Regions from separate parts of the Pan troglodytes genome. Here region 1 is linked to region 2. The links are chromatin contacts, called in public Hi-C maps. All regions are on one chromosome and are shown on one strand. The core of a region is the stretch at or near the end of the contact, and the rest is flanking DNA. Distances in the headings are between cores, read along the strand shown. Region 1 holds the start of RECQL5 (RecQ like helicase 5). Region 2 holds the start of SMIM5 (small integral membrane protein 5).

Evidence for each region. Hi-C and Micro-C count contacts between places; a contact is called where the count stands out from the background.
Region 1: a Hi-C map of stem cell-derived neural progenitor cells shows a contact between it and region 2, with 1.5 times the contacts expected there. The contact joins the promoter of RECQL5 here to the promoter of SMIM5 in region 2. A contact is called at or near these places in 1 of 7 Hi-C or Micro-C datasets (stem cell-derived neural progenitor cells) and 1 of 1 datasets of contacts at active chromatin or transcription factors (stem cell-derived excitatory neurons).

What each region holds. Positions count from the first base shown.
Region 1 is chr19:88,666,533-88,670,206 of NHGRI_mPanTro3-v2.0_pri, reverse strand. RECQL5 (RecQ like helicase 5) reads left to right here and starts at 2,249. Exons shown (of 20, transcript XM_009433296.4): 1 at 2,249-3,004. The coding sequence starts at 2,875. SAP30BP (SAP30 binding protein) reads right to left here and starts at 2,220. Exons shown (of 13, transcript XM_054670682.2): 1 at 1,961-2,220; 2 at 807-916. The coding sequence starts at 2,066.
Region 2 is chr19:88,632,917-88,636,241 of NHGRI_mPanTro3-v2.0_pri, reverse strand. SMIM5 (small integral membrane protein 5) reads right to left here and starts at 2,026. Exons shown (of 3, transcript XM_003953188.4): 1 at 1,257-2,026. The region is part of intron 7 of RECQL5 (RecQ like helicase 5); the gene reads left to right.

The DNA.
Region 1 (3,674 bases), core at 1,000-3,499, 34 kb before region 2:
CTGTGAAAAATACAAAAATTAGCCAGGCGTGATGGCAGGTGTCTGTAATCCCAGCTACTCAGAAGGCTGAGGGCAGGAGAATTGCTTGAACCTGGGAGGTGGAGGTTGCAGTGAGCAGAGATCGCACCACTGCACTCCAGCATGGGCGACAGAGCAAGATTCCGACAAAAAAAAATAATAATAGGTTAGCTAGGCATGGTGGCGCCCACCTGTAGTCCCAGCTACTGGGTAGGCTGAGGTGGGAGGATCACTTGCGCCCAGGAGTTCAAGACTGTAGTGAACTATCTATGATCACACCACTGCACTCCAATCTGGACAGCAGAGTGAGACCCTATCTCAAAAAAAAAAAAAAAGAAAGAAAAAGCAGGTGAAAACGAATTTTCCTTTCTTATCTTGTTAATAAACTGAGAAGACTTAAATGAGCCCCAACCAAGATTAAAAATAATGCAGAGTTGACTGTAGATATAAATGATACACCAGTTAGGATGAATGCCTGCTATAAATGGAGTAAATAATTTAAACAGGGAAAAATCAACATAAAACACCCATTGATATCTGGGTTAAATAAAATAATCCACTATCTTTTCCCCCAAATTTCAATTCAAAGATTAATAAAAAATGATCCATGTGAAAATACATTTTCAAACAGATCTGATATCCAATCCAGTTTCTTCCACTAATACTAAAACAAAACGGGAGAGCAAGGGATGGAGCTAACCATGAAATGGAACACTGTTGGCACAGTTCCAAAATCTGACAAATGAAATTGTGCTTTCAGTAGCTCTGGATCTGGGAGATTTACCTACCGACTGTCTACTGTTCTCATCTTCTTCTTCTTCATAACCATCTTCATCACCCCCTAGACGAGAAAAGTCATCCTCCCCATAGGCATCAGATACCAATCCGCCTTTCTCCTCTGAAAGGTTAAAAAACAAACAAACAAACAAACAAACAAAAAGCAAGAAAAAAAAACAAGAGTTACAATGTAAGAAAAAATGTCCAGAGATTTGAGTGGCCAAGACTATCTCTGAAGATACAAAGGGAACCTAAATCTCATGTTAAGTTACAATAGGCCCAGATTCGGCTCTCTGAGAAGGCCAGCATTTACTGAATAAAATCATTAAAAGGTCAGGGAACAAAACCGAGTACTAAATTCTGTTTCTAATGCTATAAACACTAGATAAACACTAAAGTGTTCATAGGAAACCATCAGAGAACTTTCTGACTGGAAGAGACCACACAAAATCACAAAACATGGAAGTACCTAACCTAATCCAATCCCCTTCACTTTCCAGATGAGGAAGCTAAGGTCCTGATATGTTGTTAGGTAACTTGTTCTTTATTCTCCCAAAGAAATCTGTTTCCATTATCTAACATTGTGCTTCTCAACCTGAGGAGGAGAACATCACCGTTAGGCTTTAAAAACTCACAAAATAAGAAAAATCACCTGGGATCCTTAAAAAGTTCACAAATGCCCACATCCTACCCCAGTTCTACCGAATTAGGTTCTCTCACTTTGGGCATCAGATACGTTTGTTTTTAAAAGCTCCAAGATGTGTTTAGGGCACATTCCTAACTAAAAGTTATAAAGTTAACGAACACAATCTTTACCATCTTCCACGTATGTTTTACTTATCGCTCTCCCTCATCAAACAACGAGCCCAGGGGAAACAGGCAGTGGCTGAGCAGCCGCTCCCTCTTCGTCCATCCCTCTGTCTATCACTATAACCGGCACGGAGTCTTTCAGTAAGTTTAGGCAAATTAATCGAAATAACGGGAAGGAGATTCTTCATTCTTAGTCCACAGTCTCTAATGCTCTATCTCACCCCGGACCCTGGACCATTCTCCGGGGTCCGGTGCTTGGAGCACAATGACCATCTTGTTCCCTCCCGCCCAGCGAGGGTACAGCATTCCGGGCAGACACCCGATTCCCCCTTCCAGCTTCGCACTTGGGCCTTACCAGCCGCGCTGCCCACCGCCTCGATTCCAGCCTCGCCATCAGACTCGGGCTCTGAATCTTCCGCGTAAACTGCGAGGGACGACAGAACATTCTTCTTCCCCGCCATCTTATTCCCACAGCTCGGGCGTGGCTCACTCCTATGACTCAAGACGCCGACTTCCGGGCGGAAAGGCAGGTTCTTTCGGATCCCAGGAGACCCCGCGCCACACTGGAAACCAATCAAAACGGCAGTTTCCTGAGCCTGGCTCCGCCCTCATGCCAGCGTTCTACGTCATCACTGCGCGACGGATATAAGATTGCGTGGGTTCTGCCTAAAGCTCAATTACCAGCGCTTTGGCTTCTCTGAGTTGGGGTTGTGTATAGGGGTCTTCGAACAGTGCTGGAACCAGCCAGCAGCCTTTAATTCTTGGGCGGACCACGGCCGGTTCTGATATCTTAGGGTGAAGAGAGGGAGGTGTCGGCCAGCCAAGAGAGAAAATTGCGGATCTTGGGCTCAGGAAGACGGGAGAAGGGGTTCGGGGTCCCGGGGTGGAAGCACGGTCGTCGTGGTTGCGCTTATAGAAGTAGGAGCAGGTGGTGGATCTTAGGAAAACGGTTCCCCGTTCTCCAAGCTGTTCTGAAGACATTTATGTTTCTTCTCTTGATCTGATTTCTAGCTCTGCTATACCGTGGCCTGGAATAGTTCAATGTTTTTATTTTCATTGAGCGTAAAAGTGGAGATGTTAATTACTCAGGAATGTATTGCTTGAGGCAGTTCACCTTCAGCTTTATTACTTAAAAATAATACATTATTTAAGTGTAATATAGCAAATTGTTACAGAAAAATAATCTGTATTTTTAATGCAAAACAGAGGGTTCTCGTGGCAACCTTTTACTACCTTTGCCTTAACCTTTGGCCACTGTTCTTGGCTAAGATGAGCAGCCACCATACCACCTTTCCTTTTGACCCTGAGCGGCGAGTCCGGAGTACGCTGAAGAAGGTCTTTGGGTTTGACTCTTTTAAGACGCCTTTACAGGAGAGTGCGACCATGGCTGTAGTAAAAGGTAACATTACCAAGCTACCTTCCTTTAAATTTATGCTGGCTATACCATAACGCTGCGGCAGAACACCCTCCTCCTCACCCTTCGTACTGCCTCACCTTTGGTCCATAACTGGATTTGGAAATCTTTAGAGTTGTCAAAGCTTGTAGTTTCGTTTATTTGTTTTAATTAGAGATGGGGTCTTGGCATGTTGCTCAGGCTGGTCTCCAAATCCTGGGCTCAGGCAATCATCCCACCTCGGCCTCCCAAGGTGCTGGGATTACAAGCATGAGCCACCACGCCCGGCCCAAAGCTTGTAGTTTTAGTGGCAGAACCACCCGGCTGGTCTATATTTCATAGCTAGATTTACACATGGTCTTTGAAAACACTTCAGATTCTCATTATTGTTCGTTTGTACACACAAACGAACAGCAACAGTGAGGGTGGCAGGAGTAACTTAACTCGGTCACTGGCCTCCTAGGTAATTCCCTTGTTGAAGGTTGAGTGGCCTTGGTCCCAGATAGAGAAGGAAAGAGTAATAATGTTATAAACCTGAGATACGGTGACAAATGGAAGTTGCCAAGAGGCGAGCAGCAATGTAATATTAATGATACATGTCTAAACAAAAGCCCTCTAAGTAATGTCCTCTCATGTCTACACAGATGTACCCACTCATCTAGCAGTACTCTGCTTT
Region 2 (3,325 bases), core at 777-3,276:
TTTCTGCAGCTACAGAAGCTGGCTGTTCATTCGCCCTCCGTCCTGGTTCAGGGACTGTGTTGGAGAGACCCTGTCCACTCGTGTCCTGTGGATGCAGGACAGGGATCCCCACCTGCCTGCCTGGGGCGTCTTGTGAGTGACAGCCACTGGGGTCTCCAGGCTCACCGCTGTGCCCCGACCCCCACCTGGCCTGACTCTTCCCTACTGTGCGCCTCCCAACACCGCAGGAGCTTGTCTCCCCAGACACCAGCCCCAGCCGAAGCCCCCAGCCTCTGCCGAGCTGAGAACACTTGGGCTAGTCCTTGGTTTCCACATTTCCCTGGGTCATTGTTTTTCTTTCTCACTAGATGCCAGCTTGTTTGCTTTGAGGAAAACATATGGGGGGTGGTGGCTTTAACGCTGGCTTGAGGACGGGGAGGCAGGAGGAGTAGGCAGCCTCGGCTCACGGGCCCTGCCCAGGAGGGCTGCTCTCAATGTTCCCCAAAGAACCAAACAGCCGGGTCCTGCTTCCTTAGGGGTGGTGTCATGTCAGCCTGTGCATCACGGTGGCACAGCAGAGGTCCCGGTTGCCAGCGTGGTCCCTCCCAGCCTCGCTTCTGTGACCTTCTGCCCACCTGAGCCTGAGTTGAAAGTCAGTCCTCCAGGTTCCTGGTTTGGTGTTCAAGGCTCATCACCAGAGGGAGATCTAGGAGTTTATGGGGTTCTAGATGGGCCCAGGGAGGAGGACCCAGGCTGAGCCATGAGCTGAGAACACCAGCAGTGAGTGGGCCAAGCCCCTGAAAGGACACAGATGGGCAGAGTCCTGCTGCATCCTGGGGGCGCCGCATGCTGGCTGGGCAGACCCTGCGCTGACCTCGACAGGGCTCTGCCCTAATCCTGGGAAAAAGGGAGGCTCAGCAGGCCGGCAGCCATTCTTTCCCAAGCTGGACAGCCAAATCCCTCTTTTAAGCCCCCTGAATAAAAGAGCTGAAATGAACTTGCAGAATAAGCAGGCCCTCGGGGCCCCTCTGCTGCACAGCAGGCGGAGCAGGAGGCGCTCTGAGCAGAGCCCCCAGCCCTCCCCTAGTGCAGGGTCCCAGCAGCAGGGAGAGTGCAGGTGTGTGCAGGAGGCTGGCTGACTTCCCTGCAGGGAAGCGACCCAGCATGTCCCCCAAGACCTCTCCGTGTTTATGGTAGACTGGCCCTTCACCCTGGGGGCAGGGGACCCTTGCTGCTCCCTCCCTGTCCCCCCTTCTTCTGTGGCCATTGCCACTCACCTGGGAGCTCAGGTGTTGGGGGCTGAGCAGCAGTGCCCCAGCGCGGAGCCTCCACGTGCTGTCCTCGTACTTCCTTCGTGGGCGCCGCTGCTCCCCTGGGCGCCTCAGCCCAGCTCCTCTGCTGACAGCCCGCTGCTGTCTCTGCCTGGCTTTTTTGTTGTTGGTCGTCCTGGAGATCCAAGTGTCAAATTACCGTCGCGAGGGGGAGCCCGAGGAAGCCCTGCTTGGGAACTTGTCCTCCAACTTCATGTCCCGGTGCCTCACCTCTGCCCTGAGAGGGCTGCTCAGGGACAAGAGAAGCTCCCTCTCTCCTCCTCCTTCCTCCTCCTCCCCCTCTCCCCCACTCCCACGCCGTGGGCTGGGCCTGGGTTGGGAGCTGAAGAAAGAAGTCGGCTCTCTGCCTCCCTGGCCAGGAGGACCCTGGGGAGGCTCCACCTGAGCCTGTGGAGGGGAGTCCTGCAGCGCTCTCAGGTCTGGGGCACCCACCCTGCCCTCAGGAAGGCCACCCCTTCTGTCCCTCTGGCCACTCCCTGGCTGGTCCCTCCCTCTGGCCTCTCTCAGGAACAACAGTAAACAGTGGGGAGCTGGTGGCCCTCCCAAGCTGAGCAGGAGGCTTTGCAACCAGTCCCTGGGGAGGCCCTTGTGCCGCTCAGCATCTGAAGGCGTCTTGGGGGAGAACTTGGAATCCTGAGTGACCCGGGAGTGGCCTGCGCGCCCGGCAAGGCGCCTCATGTTCCTTGTGAGGTGAGGGCCTTCTGCTGGGGCTGTGACCGCACTCCTGGCCCAGCTGTCAGGGCAGGGCTCCAGAGTCCAGGGGCCGGGCCCTGTGACATTTGCCTGGTTGTGCCTCCCAGCAGGCCAGGCTGTGTGGAGAGAAACCGACCCCAGCCCCGCTGTCAATGGAGCTCTTTGAGTCCGAGCACAAAACCCCAGTGAGTCAGGGCCTGAGGAGGGCAGGGGGAGGAAGCCAGCCATGTGGTCACACCACTCGGATGCCAGAGCCTCCCAGAGGCTGGACAGGCGGCCGCTGTGCGGGCGCACGGACTCCTGGGGATGAACCATTTGTTGCATTTACTCATTGGAGCAGAGTGGGGGCAGGAGCGCCCTCTGGTGACCTGTCCCAGCCCAGGTCAGGCTTCAGAGCTGCGTTCACTCAGCTAAAAGAAAGTCAGCCAGGCCTTGCTTCCTTACCGGGGTGTTGCAATCAGCCTTGCATCCTTGAGCCTGCGCCTTGGGGTCGCAGCCCCTCAAAGGGCTTCTTGCAGCCGCAGCAGTGCTCACACTGGGAGGAGTTCTAGTTAGAGCAGTTAACGCCAGCTATTCTTGTCCCTGGGATGTGGCACCCCAGACAGCCCTGCCTGTGTTCCAGCATCTCCTCTTGGGCTTCCCTACCCTGTGCCACGTTCCTGGTGGCAGGAATGGCTGTTTATAAGGAGCCTGAGAGAGCTATGGCCCCTCTTGCGGCCTCTGCAGCTGCCCCAAGGGTCGACAGCCACCCCCATGCAGAGGGAACAGAGATGCGACAGAGCCTCGTGGGCCAGCCAGAGGCTGCTCCCTGCTCCCAGCATGGGCAGAGGCCGCTCACCCCAGGAGGGCTGCAGCAGGGTTGGGACAGAGGAAGACGAGAGGAGGACTCCAGGCGAGGCTGCGTCTCCCTGGCTAAAGGCCCCACCTGTGACACCCTCACGGGTTGATGATGGGACATATTACTACACAGCCATGCCTGCCTTAGCAATGCAAATACGTTTTGAGAAATTTAACTTGTCATTGTGCGGTCACAGAGTATACTTAGGGAAATCAAACAGCAATTCCAGGGAAGAGAAGGAAAAAAAAATCAAGCGGCACAGCCTCCTACACACCCAGGCCATGCGCTACAGCTTGTTGCTCCTAGACCACAAACCTGTACATCACGTTACTGTCCTGAGTACCGTATGCAGTTGTAACACAGTGGTATTCACCTATCTAAGCACACATAAGCATAGAAAAAGTACAGTAGAAATACAGTGTTAGAATCGTAGGGGACCACCGTTGGCTGTGCAGTCATTCCATGGGGCATGAATGTACTGTAA